Linked DNA regions of Mus musculus: regions 1, 2 and 4 are each linked to region 3. The links are chromatin contacts, called in public Micro-C and promoter capture Hi-C maps. All regions are on one chromosome and are shown on one strand. Each heading gives the region's core, a stretch centred on a gene start, on an enhancer-like site or on the middle of the called end of the contact. The rest is flanking DNA. Distances are from core to core; before and after follow the strand shown. Region 1 holds the start of 4833420G17Rik (RIKEN cDNA 4833420G17 gene). Region 2 holds the start of Nnt (nicotinamide nucleotide transhydrogenase). Region 3 holds the start of Fgf10 (fibroblast growth factor 10). Region 4 overlaps Nnt (nicotinamide nucleotide transhydrogenase).

Region 1 (3,589 bases), core at 38-2,537, 750 kb after region 3:
TCAAAAAAAGAAAGAAAGAGAAAGAAAGGAAGGAAGGAAGGAAGGAAAAGAAAAGAAAAAAGAAAGGAAGGAAGGAAGACTGTTATCTGTCCAAGGATGTCTTTACTTAAGATCATTCTTTGTATCAGTATATTTTCAAGTGATGGCTAATTGAAGAGTTAGATCCTGTTTTCCCAATCCCTTACTGATAGCTTTGCTTAAAGCTCTTGCACTAAACAAATATTCCTAATAAAGCTTTTTTGTTAGTTTGTTTTTTAAGAAAAAGTTGCCTGGAGATTTTTAAATTTAGAATCAGCAAATTTCTTCGAGTCTGGCTCCATCCATAATGACCTGGCCATACTACCTCAGGCCTCCTTCCTCCCTGATCATGCTTCAACCCCTTAAAGAGACATCATCTTTCCCTTGGACTGCTTGGAGTTGTAACAGAGCCTTGACCTTTGCTTGTACTTAGCAAGTACCTATTTAAAACTCCAGATTTGGAGCTCTGGCCATATGGATAATGTCCTTGTGGAGAGATCTGCCCCCCCCCCCTTGCTCTGAGCTCACCCTCATACTGAGGGCAATAGGCAGCACAAAGAGGTCTGCTTTACTACCAAGAGTGTCTTGTGGACAGTCTATAATCTGGATGCAATACTATTTTTAGGCAGGGCAAAGCCAGGAAGATGGTGAAGCACATCTTTAATCCCAGCACTAGGGAGGTAGAGGCAGACAGATCTCTGAGTTCGAGGTCAGCTGGGTCTACAGAGCGAGTTCCAAGACAGCCAGGTTTACACAGACCCTGTTTCAAAAACAAACTAAACAAAACAAAACCCAAAAAAACTCAAACCTCAGATTTTAGTGGAAGTATTTTCTCAGACTCTATTCTCTCATAGATCGCTGTGTTTTTTAGTTTAGGAACACTCATAACTAATAGAATATTTTGTCCCCCCAGTCATTCTCCAATCCCCATCCTGACCCCAGTGAATTGGGCTAATCCGCAGCGTATTTTGCTGACGTCGTACGCATGTCTAATGGCAATAGATTAAGAATTAGAAGACATTTTCTGGCACCTCTTAAAACAAGTGGTCTTTGTCTTCGATTACTTTTAAAGAATTTTAAAGCTCCGCTAACACCTATCCTGTGACAGTGTCGCCTGGTAAAACTGGTCTATAACCCTAATCCCCACGGAAACTCGGCGCTTCCGTGCCGACACTGAGCACCCGATACGTGGAGACCAGAGTCCAACCCGGAAAACCGGTCTTTTCCGGAACTGCTCTTTGCAATGGAAGAGGCGGGACTTCCGGCTTCGCTTTTCCGGAGACCGCCCCTTCCTCTCGGTGCGGGAGGCTCCAACTGCTGCCTCGCTTTGTGTTTTGTTTGTTTGTGTTTTGTTTGTTTGTGTTTTGTTCCTCGCGTCGCCGATGCTGCCCCAGAGGACTGGACCGGTGTTTCAACCGAAACACTTCTTGTATCCGTGTTTTTCCGTAGATGTGATTATTTTTCTTCCTCAAGAAATGCTTCTCGGTAGTTAATACATTACGGAAGGAACCGTGGAGAAGCGCTACGCAAACAGCACAGTTCGTGCCACTTGAGCAAAATAGAGGTCGGTCGGAGGCCGAGGTTGCCCTCCCTTCCAGGTGCAGAACAACTTCGCAGCCCACAGCCGCCGGTGAGTGTTGCAAGTTTGGCGGTGGTCTTGCTGAGGGTGTTTTCCCGCCCCCTTCTCTTTCCCCGGGTTTGTTTTGAAAAAAAAAACGAGCCTTCAACATGCAGAGGAGGGTTTTCGGTTCGTTATCCCCCAGACCTAACGTGTTGAATGGTGAGAGTGCAAACGTGAATAAAACGATGCAAAGCACCAATTTGCTCTTAAAATACCAGGTAGAGCTATGCGTGTGTGCACATACGTCTCTTCGTCTGTAATCACGGTGTTTGCTTATTGGCGTTGCAAGGATTTAAACAAGTGACGTAAAGCAGTTACTGTGGTCTTACCTGTGGGAAGTTAACCCGTGACGGCAATATAGAGATGCACTGAAGACAGACGAAATGGGAGAAAGATAGTTGTAGTAAATAAGAGTTCAGCTTCCAACAAAAGGAGATAAAGGGCCAAATTCAAGCGAGATTTTAAAAAGCAATAGAAAGCTAGTTACAGGCAGAAAGCATCGTGATGACAGTGGTGTCATCAACGCATATCGTGAACTCAAGGGGAAGAATTTAAATATTTATTCTTTCTGTATTTGATGAAAGTTTATTTGTCCAACAGCTTTCTTTGCCTAGTACTATTTGAGGTCCCAGTGATACATTTGTAAATAAGACAGGAGAGATCTGTTTTGTCTGAGTTTCTATCCTGGTGGGAGGTACTGATAAAGTCTATGAGGACAAAAGATATGTTAGGATAGCAATTATGGATGGAGTAGTTTAGCTTAGGTGATAAAGTTGGGCCTTGGTGCAAGTGGTATTTGTGTTGAGATGTGAGTTCTGATGAAGAGTTTGTGATATGATAAGCAAGGAGACGACAAGCTAGACAGAGAGAGCAGGGCAAAGTTCCTGAGATGAGAAACACCTTCTTTCAAGAGCAATCTCTACAAAGCCAGTGTGATTAAAATGATCAGAACAAGGGAATTAGGAAGTGACATTTGGAGAAAGTGGTGGGCTAGCCTGTGTGGCCTCTGCAGGCTGTAGTGTAGGACTATTGATCTAATTCTGTGTGCAAATAACTAGGATTAATGGGCTCCAGCTAAAGAATGGATTTAGGGGATGCTGCAGAAATCTGCTTTTGGTGGGAGTGCTTTTGTTATAGTTTAATCAGATTCTGTTTCTCTATGGAACAAAGACATAGAAGTCTATGCTGCTACCGGTAGCCTGAATTGTGCGTACCTTATTTGCATATTTAAAAATAAAAAAAAAGATGAGGATGAAAGTAACCATCGTTATTAGGTAAGGTCTTGAAGAGTCTTTGATTTAAGTAATCAATAAGAATGATTAAAGTAACAACAGAGATGGCAGTAGAGAAGAAACCCTTACTAACTGTCTTAGTTAGGGTTTTACTGCTGTGAACAGACACCATGACCAAGGCAAGTCTTATAAAAACAACATTTAATTGGGGCTGGCTTACAGGTTCAGGCCATTATCATCAAGGTGGGAGCATGGCAGTATCCAGGCAGGCATGGCGCAGGAGGAGCTGAGAGTTCTATGTCTTCATCCAAAGGCTGCTAGTGGAAGACTGACCTCCAGGCAACTAGGGTGAGGATCTTATACCCACACCCACAGTGACACACCCATTCCAACCAGGTCATACCTATTCCAACAAGGCCACACCTTCAGATGGTGCCACTCCCTGGTCCAAGGATATACAAACCATCACACTAACCTAAAGTGGGGTTGGAGGAGGATGGAGGGAAGAGTTTGGGAGAGGGGACAATCTACAACTTAGTCACAGACCAAGTAGGTCTAGTAGGATGAGGTCTTAAGATATTAGTACAAAGACATTGATGGCCATTGTGGATGGATTAATGCCAGTGGAAAGGCAGAGGAGAAAGCCAGGTCGTAATAGCATGAAGATTAGTAAGAGGTGCTAGCAAGGAGGGGTTTACTGTACTTTATTGATAGGAAA
Region 2 (3,257 bases), core at 424-2,923, 690 kb after region 3:
ACAGTTTCCAGACTCTTCCTTTGAAAATAAAAACTTTGTATAGCCTCGTAGAAAACTGGCCCTATCTGTTTGCTTATACTAGAATAATCCAAAACTGTCCCTTCAATAAATTAAAAAAAAAAAAAAAAGAAAGAATGAAAATGGAGCTGGGGTGGTAGCTCATGATTGTAAATGCCAGCATCGGAGAGGTTAAGGCAGGAGGAGCAACTCAAGTTCAAAGCCAGCCTAGGCTACACATAGAAGTTCGTTCAAGCCAGCCAAGGCTACAGACCGAGATCTTCCTCGTCTCGAAATAAAAAAGTATAATAAGAATAATAAAGTAAGAAAGGAAAAATAACCAAGATTTGCCCAAAAAAGGGGGTTCAGTGGGCAAGCAAGCCCCATGCCTCCAAAGTTTTCTAAGGACTGCACACTACCGTAGGACAAATAAAGGGCACCTGCAAGCATAAACAAAGTCATGCTTTTAAAAGCTAGGCATACCAACAAGGACACAATACCCTATCCTGGCAGGCAGCGTGACCTCTCCCAAAGCCACTGCAGCCATGGCTCCTGTCACAGGTGCTGCCCCTCCCTCAGCAACTAAACTGCCACCCTCTGGCACGTGCAGCTGGACCGCTATTTATAACCTCCTGTGGAAGCCCATTGGCTCTGGCTACATAGTAGTTATTGTGCCTCTCAAGTTTGAACCAGCTCTGGCCAGAACTACACCCTGACCTCTAATAGAGCCCACCGTGACTTACCAATCCAAACCCCTTTTTCTCAGTATTCAGAAACTACCACCAGTCAGCCCGGACCTACAGTCACATCTTTTCCTATACACCTAACTGGACACCCCGCCTGAACACTCTCAAAGTTCAAGTACAACTTAGGAGCGCCCAGCTGTCATTCTTCTAGGTAAACCATTCATCGAAAGTCCTCTACGACCTCTCTTCCAGTCCCTCTAAGGGCCAAAATGACTACGTACAACTTTTGCAGCCCTTGCCCCCACCCCACCCCCACCCCAGGATCCAAGATCTGCACCTGCACAGCTGTCACTTGCTTACTTTGTCTTCTGCCGGGACTCCGTTCCCACCTCTACCCTCTCACTCCTTTCCATGTCACCCCAATAGAACGCACACACAAAAGGAGCCCCGAGGCATATACCGCATTCCTTCTCCGTCAGTCTCCTGCAGGAGCCTCTGCGCCCCACTTGCTAGACACAGCCGACCCCGCCCCCCTGCTGCTCTCTCTCGGGTCCCCTTCGCCGAGGGACCGGGGATCTGCGCTGGCTGCCCGCCTTTTCCAGCAGCCCCTAGGCGCTGCAGGGCTGGTTGGCTCACCTGGACCGGCAGGCGGGACAGATGGCGACCCCGGGCTGCGAGCAAACGCCACGCCGAGCTAGCAGACCCGGGGTTGGCCCGCGGCGTTGTGCCTCCAACCCGGAAGAACAGCCCCAACTTTGAGGCGGCGGCGGCGACCACGTGACACAGGGCTGCCTAGACCCGGACCCGCGCCCCCTTTCGGCACCCCTTCTCCCCCTCCCCGAGCCTCCTGCCAAACCCGCTTGGCCCGATCGCCAGTCTGCAAAGGAGAAAAAGACTCCACCAGATGCACGCTTACAGCGCAGCAGCTGGTCCCCTCCGGGTGGCCGCTGAAGCCCCTTTGTCTCTGCCAGGGCCCCAGGCCCGCAGCCCCGCCCCCTTGCTCTTGCTCAATCGGCCTCTGTCAATCAAACCCGATGCCAAGCACTGCAACTCAAGTTTTTAGGAATTCGTACCTCTTCTTTCCCCCCAGGAGACTAAGTTACAAAGTGTGATTTCCTCACCGGTCTCCCAGCAGAGCAAATAAACGGATACTATAACTCCACTCTTGGGCCGGACTTTTCCTCTAACTCTCTAGGAAAAAAAAAAAAAAAAAATCCGAACTTCTGTAACTGGAGAAGACTTAGGCGGGAGGAAGCCGAGGGCGGGAATGGGGGCGTTGTTTTTCCATTCTGGACGGGGGTGGGGTTAAATTCCTCACAAACGAAGTCAAGGCCTGAAAATGAACACACACATGTGCATATTTGGCTTCAACAGCGAGGCCAGCCAAGAGGAAACCCTGCGCTACTATTAACATAGGCAGTGTCTAGAATGTAATTGTAGTTGACGTCCCTGTTAAGGTTCCTGATTAAGGAAATCAAAACATAACGACCTAGTTATTGGTTAGTGATTAGATTCTGTTACTTGCTCTGCAGGTACACTGATTAAACTTACCCAGCGCTGAGTCTAAAGGAAACGTCAGTGTAAGATTGTTTGTTTGCTTGCTTGCTTGCTTTTAATTTTTTTTTTAAGATTTATTTATTTATTATATGTAAGTACACTGTAGCTGTCTTCAGACACTCCAGAAGAGGGCGTCAGATCTTGTTACAGATGGTTGTGAGCCACCATGTGGTTGCTGGGATTTGAACTCCTGACCTTCGGGAGAGCAGTCGGGTGCTCTTACCCACTGAGCCATCTCACCAGCCCCTTGCTTTTAATTTAACTGAAATATTTTAACAGGCAGAAGAAAAAAAAAAAAAACAGACATTCAGTATCTTTTAAAAATAAGTGAACCACAGAGAACCCCTTATTTAGAGAATGCCTTGTGTTTTATACAGCAGAAAGGGTCATTGGGCTACTGGACTCCGCACAGCAATCTGGAGTAAACTCTTCCGGTGGCAGAAGAACTGGAAGGCAGGAAAGGACTCGGCCCGGTGTTTTAAAATAATAATCGTAAGTCAACAGATAGTAATACTGCAGGTACAATGAGGCAAGTCCTTAACCATTTTAAACTCTTTTGTGCTGCGGACTGTGTGGTAAGTAGTTCGGAGTTCACGTGCAAGGCTTTTCTACAATCAGCAAGTCTAGCCTTGAAGGGCATCTGCCTTCATACTCTATGTTTTCCAATGCTTTCTTTCTTAGTGTTGTTTTTGTTACTCCCCCTCCCCTCATTTTGAGTAGCATTCCCCTGTCCTGCTCCTTCCTCTGCCTCCTACCTCTCTAATGGAACTGTTCCACAATCATTTTTACACAGTGTTCTACCATCCCTCCTTCCTTAAGGGAACTCTCCACCCCACTGGCCCTTTTCTGGTTTCCTGACGTACTCCAAATACACAAAACTAATGAACTGAAGTTACCTTGCTCTTTATAATATTTCCAGTTTCACCCATTTAGCTGCAAGTTTCATAATTTCATTTTCCTTAATAGCTGGATAAAATGACATTCTGTACATATACCACATTTTCATTATCCATTCAT
Region 3 (3,297 bases), core at 490-2,989:
ACGTCTATCTCTAAGACTTTTGAATTTTAATTGTCTTTCTCCAGTTCCCAGTGAAGACTGAAACCCAGTGCGCATGACAGGGTTCCTGGCTTGTGTGTGCAAGCTCCTTTTGTAAATTGTTTCTGAATCACTATGCCAGTTGCTAACTCTCAAATTCACCTTGAAACCTCTGCTTCTCCCTCAGCCATTTAGGTTGAATCATGTGAAATCACCACCACCGTATGATATTGACCATTTGTTTTGCTTAGCCAGAACACAGATGTCTAACTGCCTCCCACAACAGAGTAATATATGTTCATGCAATCCTTCCAGCCAGCCGTTCCCTAGTTTAGATATTTTTCTTAAGGAAATGATCTCTGGTACTCAGAATTGTATCATACTCAGGTAGGAATGGATTATTACAATGTTTCCTCCTGGTACCTTTTTGTTTTGGGCAATAGTTTCCTGGTCTTGTGCTGACTTCTGTCTGTGTCTGGGTTGAAAGTTTGTTTCTGAGAGCAGGGGTAGAGTTGGGGGTTGGTGTGCACAAGAGTGTTTGTGAAAGGTCGGTAGGTAGTGAAGCTGCGTTGTAAAGTAGAGCCCTTTAAACATTAAGTTTGAAGATGGGCGGGGACCTCCTCTTTATGGTAAAATGCAAAGGAAATTGCATAGAGGAAAAAAAACAGGCAGCAGGGGATTTGGTCAAACTCTGTGATAAAATCTGCGATCGCAGGAAAGTGCGTAGGCTTTGAAGTCCATGCGTGATTCTGTAAAGGACTCGTGTTACCAATTAGAAATCAGTAACCTGGGTCCCTGATTTCATTTGCGCCAAGAGAGAGGCTATGTTTAAGGGTGACGATAAATCTCCCTGAGCTTAAAAAGACAGAGAGGGCCAAAGTGTGAACTTTTTACTTCAGCAACGGAAGCGAGAAATCAATGATTCATTAAAACCCGAGACCTCCTTGGAAGCTGGCAGGAGAGGAGGAAACGAAGCTAGCTCATTATGTCTCCCTTCTCGATTTTAGCTTCTATCAGTTTATAATCTGTTCTTGGAGAGAGTTTGCCCAGAGCATCCTCTTCTGCCTTCTCCCCAGCCCTCTTCCCTGCTTCTGGGATCTGGAAGGCAGAAACACATCCACACACAAAAGCCAAGCTCCAAACTCTATTTTCGCGGCCAAAAGGAAAAAAAGAAAAGAAAGAAAAAAGAAAGAAAAGGAAGGAAGGAAGGAAGGAAGGAAGGAAGGAAGGAAGGAAGGAAGGAAGGAAGGAAGGAAGGAAGGAAGGAAGGAAGGAAGGAAAGAAGAAAACTACAGTGGAAAACAAGTGAGCAAGGGGCTCCCTGTAGGGGAGGGGAGTGGTTCCCGCCGGAGGGCAGCAAAATTCGGAAAGCACGCGGACAACTCGCGCTGGTGGCCAGCGCTGCGAGCACAGGACGCCGGAGCCGCAATTAGCAGGAGCTGCAGGCTGCGGGGCGGCTGCGCCCACGGAGGCGGCGAGGAAGGGACCCGCAGCCCCCAGCTCAGAGCAAAGGCATCGCGCACTCCTCTCGCCCAAGATCCCCCCGCCCCCTCCCCGGTCCCTTCCCCCCTCCCTTTTCTCTGGCGTTCCCAGCAGCTTAGGGTTTCAGATGTCCCACCGCCGTTTGACCCCCTCCCCCCCTTCTCCACCCCTGCAAATGAGGTTTGACCAGCAGAGGCAGAGCCCACCTCTGGCTGAAAAGCACTGACATTTAGACTCCAGGCTTCAACCTGTTTACAAGCGGCTTTCCAAGGGACTTGGAGGTGGAGAGAAGGGCCCAACAAAACGCCAGCCGCCAGCCGCCCCCCAAACAAGAAGTGGCTTTCGGAAGACTTCACATCAACAGGCACCACCAAAAAGAGAAAGGAAGGAGAAGACAACAGCGCCTGGGCAGCTGCCTCCAGTTCTGACAACTCCAAAGAGACACTTTTTAAGTGGCCAGCAGGCTGGGACTCTGCAGAGAAGGACCAGAAGGTGCCAACCGCAGAGGGGCGCAGATGTCTTCCTGCACCCCCACCCCACCCACTTTGGGTTTTGTTCACCGTCCTGTCATCTGTTTTTCAGACCTCTTTTGCATCTAACATGGTGAAGAAAGGAGTGAAGAAGAGAACAAAGTAACCCCCGGGGGGAGCGAAGAGCTCTGGTGACCGACACCACCAGTTCCTACTGCCGCGGCCACCCACGTCCACTGTTCACCCTGAGACTGGAGAGACGCAGGCAGCGGATCCGAGGACGGAGCGAGGACAGGCAGCCGGTCCTTCCTAGAAGTTATGGATGTTGGTGCACTCGCTTCTGGCCAGATCCGTACCCAGAGGGAGCTATCCAGAAGCCACCACCTCCAGCTGTCTCTCTGCCTCGCAGCAGGTCTTACCCTTCCAGTATGTTCCTTCTGATGAGACAATTTCCAGTGCCGAGAGTTTCAGTACAATGTGGAAATGGATACTGACACATTGTGCCTCAGCCTTTCCCCACCTGCCGGGCTGCTGTTGCTGCTTCTTGTTGCTCTTTTTGGTGTCTTCGTTCCCTGTCACCTGCCAAGCTCTTGGTCAGGACATGGTGTCACAGGAGGCCACCAACTGCTCTTCTTCCTCCTCGTCCTTCTCCTCTCCTTCCAGTGCGGGAAGGCATGTGCGGAGCTACAATCACCTCCAAGGAGATGTCCGCTGGAGAAGGCTGTTCTCCTTCACCAAGTACTTTCTCACGATTGAGAAGAACGGCAAGGTCAGCGGGACCAAGAATGAAGACTGTCCGTACAGTAAGTAACAAATGCGTGCTCCTCTCCTTCCAATTATCCACCCCCACCCCACGCGGGGAGGGGGGGGGAGACAGAATCTGTTCCAGATGTGGCCAGCTAAATATTTATGTCCCCAACCCCTGTAAAATGATGAAGTGGAATACTTTCACACTAAATCAGCCCCCTCCCGAGTATACATTGTGCGCAGCATTTCCTCCACCATGCAAGCCTCCTCCACATCCCTTGCAACCCTGATTCCCTGATCTCTCTAGTCTGTCACTCACAGGATCACTCCTGGTGCTGTTCAGTTGCTGCTGCTAGGAGATGCCCCATTCTGTCTCCAATACCTTCCCCCATCTCACCCAGAGGTCTCCTTTCCCTCCCTTCTGGAAATGGCTCAAGTAAACACATTTTGTTTCTTTTCGCTGGCAATCTTAAGAGTTTTTGGGACAGACTCCTCAAGCTGAAAATAATTATCCCGTGTCAATTATGGGAGCTTTATGGGAACTTTAAGGAAGAAAAGTCACTTCCAGTCCCCAGCAAAAGCCCCACCATTTCTAGATAGA
Region 4 (3,503 bases), core at 937-3,436, 630 kb after region 3:
CTTTTAAAAACTGTTGTAAATACTTGTAATTTTATGTTGCCTCAATATCCATTTGGAAGACAGCACTATCACATTCATCAAATGCAGTGTAGCCATCCTTGACAGTTTGCAGCTTTCTGTCTTCTGCTCCATGAGGCTGATACAGAGCCATCCCTACACAACTGAGCTATGCTGCAGTCTCACTGTAGCCAAAGATTCCTACCCACTTTCTCTAAACTCATGAACTAGAGCTCCTCACAGAGAAATTGTTCAGGTACTGCCTTGAGCCTTAGTAAAGATCTGGGCTTCTAGGTATCTATCTCTTAGTCACCTCAGCTGCTGGCCTGAACATGACAGTTTCCCTTCTAAGCTGCTGAATTTGCCTTAATTGGGAAGATTACGACTCCTCCTCTCTCCGGGGTTTGTAAATAACAAGCAGTTTCCATGATGTCACACAATTTGTTAGACTTCTTCTTCTATGTTAGCATGAAGCCAAGCAGAGCAATTCAGTCAGGAGCCCAGAGAAGCCAGATTAAATCAGTCATCTTAGAAGATTTGACTGTATAGCAGCTACAAGCTTCCAGGCCTACATCTAGGTAGTTAGAACAGAGAAAGAAATGCTCTGCATATCTACACAGCTTGGGTTCGGCTCTCATCTCATCCCATCATCTGAGGAAATAAAAATGACTTCTATATACCAGAGTCTCTACATCCAAATTAGAGGAATATCACACCTTAATAGTAAATTGGACTTTAAAGATCTTCTTACTACCTTAAAGCCATCCTAGGAGAAGAAACAGTTATTTGGAATTACATCACATATACATGGTGTTCTGTCCCAGAACGTGTTAGAAATCCCTCTGTGAATGAATAAAGAGTCCTTCAAGGACCTCTGTATTCTAGATTTGCATGTGGCAATAATCCATTCTGAAGAGGGTCCCTGAAAATAATAAAAGAGTTAGTTACTAGAGTCAGTAGTTTTACATTTTAGTTACACATTTCTCCTGTGGAAAATATGGCAGACTGAAAAGAGAAGATCTTTTGGTCTATCAAATACTTATCCAAAAATTTTCATTGACAGTCATAAGTTTCTTAAAAAACACAAAGGGAGTTTTTGACCAACAATTTTAGCAAACTGTTTTGAAATAGAAACTTTCTAAAATATGAGGTCAGCATAGTAAATGTTACCCAAATCATCTTTGGTCACTCCAAGACAAGCTGGGTGAGGCTAGTCTTTCTCATCAGAAGAGAATCGTGGTAATGATGAGATAAAAAAATATTCATGGCAAGGCAGCTGCTGTCCATAAAAATCAATCACTGAGAAACATCACGCAGTCACTCTCTCTGGTGAGGTTTCATAAGTTAAACACAGATGCTGTGCTTTCTAAAATTCTGAGAGCTGTTAGAAGTTAGACAAAGTCACTCGCACAATTCTAAATGAGAAGAAAGGCTTCATCCAATTGTCCTTGACTTTCTGGCACTGGGATTATGCCCTGTCGCTCCCTTTCTTCATCTGAAGTCACTTAAGAGATGAACTACTACTCTGGTTCTGATATCTGGTGTCCATTCACTTTCTTCCCTTTATTAGGGGAAAGAAAAATGTTATACAAGTCAAAGAACTCATAAAAGGGCCTCATAATTTTTCTAACATAGAATAATGAACGTTGTTCTTCTAGTAAACTTGAAGAAATGCTTTCTACAGACATGTTTCCCATCTGGTCCACGTAACATACAACATCAGGGTACTTAGAGAGATAACAAGTCCTCCAGGGGTACATTCAAATTGAATGTCATCACAGCCTTCTACAGAACCTGCATTCATGTCTCTATGAAGGAGTTGGACTTTGGAGTTATAGACAGTCACAAACTGCCATGTGGGTGCTGGGAATTGAATTTGGGTCCTCTGGAAGAGCAGTCAGTGCTCTTAACCACTGAGCCATCTCTCTATCCCCTCACTGACACTCTTCATCTGGAGGACTGCTGACAATCCTATACAAAGGGTTCAAGTCTAAGTGAGTGAGTGAGTGAGTGAGTGAGTGAGTGAGTGAGAGAGTGAGTACATATACTTGCTTAGCTTCTCCGCTCTGCCGCCAAAGGTTTACCAAGTTGCACAACTGCACAAACAACCTTGCTCTCACCCTCTTCCCTCTTCCCACTACACTTTTCAAGCAGACAAGTCAGCCAAGTGCAAGGTAGCAGAAGCACTGCCTAAATCTATACTGTTACTTCTCTTCCTCTTTTCAATTAGCATCCGAATGTGCCACAGGCATCCATCCCCCTTCTCAGAGAAGAAGGGGAGGAGGGGAGGGGGGAGGGGATGGGAGGAGGTGGGGGCTTTGATCTGGGTGTAAAGTAAATAATAATAATAATAATAATAATAATAATAATAATTAATTAATGTGGAAAAAAGAAGAAAAAAATGTCCCTCTAATTCAGAATTGAATCCTGAAATCCTACTACCTAACCCTTCAAGTGAATGTAAGTACTGTAACACTGTGGGTCATTTGAAGAAAAATGGTCCCCATAGGCCCATATGTTTGGAAGTTTAGTCTGCAGTTAGTGGAACAATTTGGGAAGGATTAGGAGGTATGGTCTTGCTGGAGTAGGTGTGGTCTTCTTGGAGGAGGTGTATCACTGGGGATGGACTTTGATATTTTCAAAAACCCATACCAAGCCCAACCTTAATCTCTCTCTCTCTCTCTCTCTCTCTCTCTCTCTCTCTCTCTCTCTCTCTCTCTCTCTCTCTCTTCTTCCCTCCCTCCCTCCCTCCCCCTCTCCCTCTCCCTTCCTCTCCTTTCTTCCCTCCCTCCCTCTCCTTTTTCCTCTCCTTCTCCTCCTCTCTTTCTCTGTGCCTACAGCCTATGGATCAGAATACAAGGTGCTCAACTACTGCTCACCTGCCATGTCTGCCTGCTTCCTGCAACTATAATCACGGGCTAACCCTCTGCAACTATATGCAGTTCCCCCAAATAAACACTTACTTTTATAAGAGTTGTTTTGGTCATGGTGTTTCTTCACATCAATAGAATAGTAACTAAGATAAGCACTAAGAACTTGGATATTTTATTCACTGATCTATCTCCAGAATCTAGAATAGTGCCTAGAGCAAAGTACTACACAATTATTTGTTCAGAGATTTATTATCAATAAATATCCTTAAGAAAAGAGTGCTACCAAAAGGACATGCATGGCATGCATTCACTAATAAGTGGATATTAGCCCAGAAGATCAGAATACCCAAGGTACAATTCACAGACCACATGAAGCTTAAGAAGAAGGAAGAACAAAGTATGGATACTTCGGTCCTTCTTAGAAGGGGGAACAAAATACCCATGGGAGGAGATAAAGACAAAGTATGGAGCAGAGACTGAAGGAAAGGCCATCCAGAGACTGCCCCATTTGGGGATCCATCCCATATACAGTTACCAAACCCAGACACTATGTGGATGCCAAGAAGTGCTTGCTGACAGAAGCCTGATATAGCTGTCTCCTGAGAGACTCTGCCAGTGTCTGACAAATACAGA

The links. Promoter capture Hi-C pulls out the DNA fragments that hold promoters and counts their contacts. Hi-C and Micro-C count contacts between places; a contact is called where the count stands out from the background.
Region 1: a contact with region 3 is called in a Micro-C map of embryonic stem cells. The contact joins the promoter of 4833420G17Rik here to the promoter of Fgf10 in region 3. A contact is called at or near these places in 3 of 39 promoter capture datasets (cranial neural crest, embryonic stem cells and hippocampal neurons) and 1 of 484 Hi-C or Micro-C datasets (embryonic stem cells).
Region 2: a promoter capture Hi-C map of cranial neural crest shows a contact between it and region 3. The contact joins the promoter of Nnt here to the promoter of Fgf10 in region 3. A contact is called at or near these places in 9 of 39 promoter capture datasets (the 3T3-L1 cell line, 3T3-L1-derived adipocytes, the HPC-7 cell line and 5 more) and 2 of 115 datasets of contacts at active chromatin or transcription factors (both in embryonic stem cells).
Region 4: a contact with region 3 is called in a promoter capture Hi-C map of the HPC-7 cell line. The contact joins the enhancer-like site here to the promoter of Fgf10 in region 3. A contact is called at or near these places in 12 of 39 promoter capture datasets (the 3T3-L1 cell line, 3T3-L1-derived adipocytes, the C10 cell line and 9 more), 2 of 484 Hi-C or Micro-C datasets (embryonic fibroblasts and reprogramming fibroblasts), 4 of 115 datasets of contacts at active chromatin or transcription factors (the NIH/3T3 cell line, embryonic limb bud, forebrain and 1 more) and 3 of 9 other capture datasets (embryonic stem cells, embryonic tail and embryonic trunk).

Annotation. Positions count from the first base shown.
Region 1 is chr13:119,461,472-119,465,060 of GRCm38.p6, forward strand. It overlaps 4833420G17Rik (RIKEN cDNA 4833420G17 gene), which reads left to right and starts at 1,288. Exons shown (of 13, transcript NM_001113550.1): 1 at 1,288-1,648.
Region 2 is chr13:119,407,584-119,410,840 of GRCm38.p6, forward strand. Nnt (nicotinamide nucleotide transhydrogenase) reads right to left here and starts at 1,674. Exons shown (of 17, transcript NM_001308506.1): 1 at 1,320-1,674.
Region 3 is chr13:118,712,960-118,716,256 of GRCm38.p6, forward strand. Fgf10 (fibroblast growth factor 10) reads left to right here and starts at 1,740. Exons shown (of 3, transcript NM_008002.4): 1 at 1,740-2,752. The coding sequence starts at 2,425. RefSeq lists cis regulatory regions at 1-249, 341-977, 1,538-1,548 and a promoter at 1,771-2,424.
Region 4 is chr13:119,346,020-119,349,522 of GRCm38.p6, forward strand. All of the region lies in intron 14 of Nnt (nicotinamide nucleotide transhydrogenase), which reads right to left. Among named protein-coding and RNA genes, the nearest start is that of Nnt, 61 kb to the right of the region's middle. Within about 2 kb of position 2,187, at least 3 of the 459 cell types and tissues checked have an H3K27ac peak or open chromatin away from gene starts, as enhancers often do. A contact at or near this core is called in the HPC-7 cell line, where this site is marked.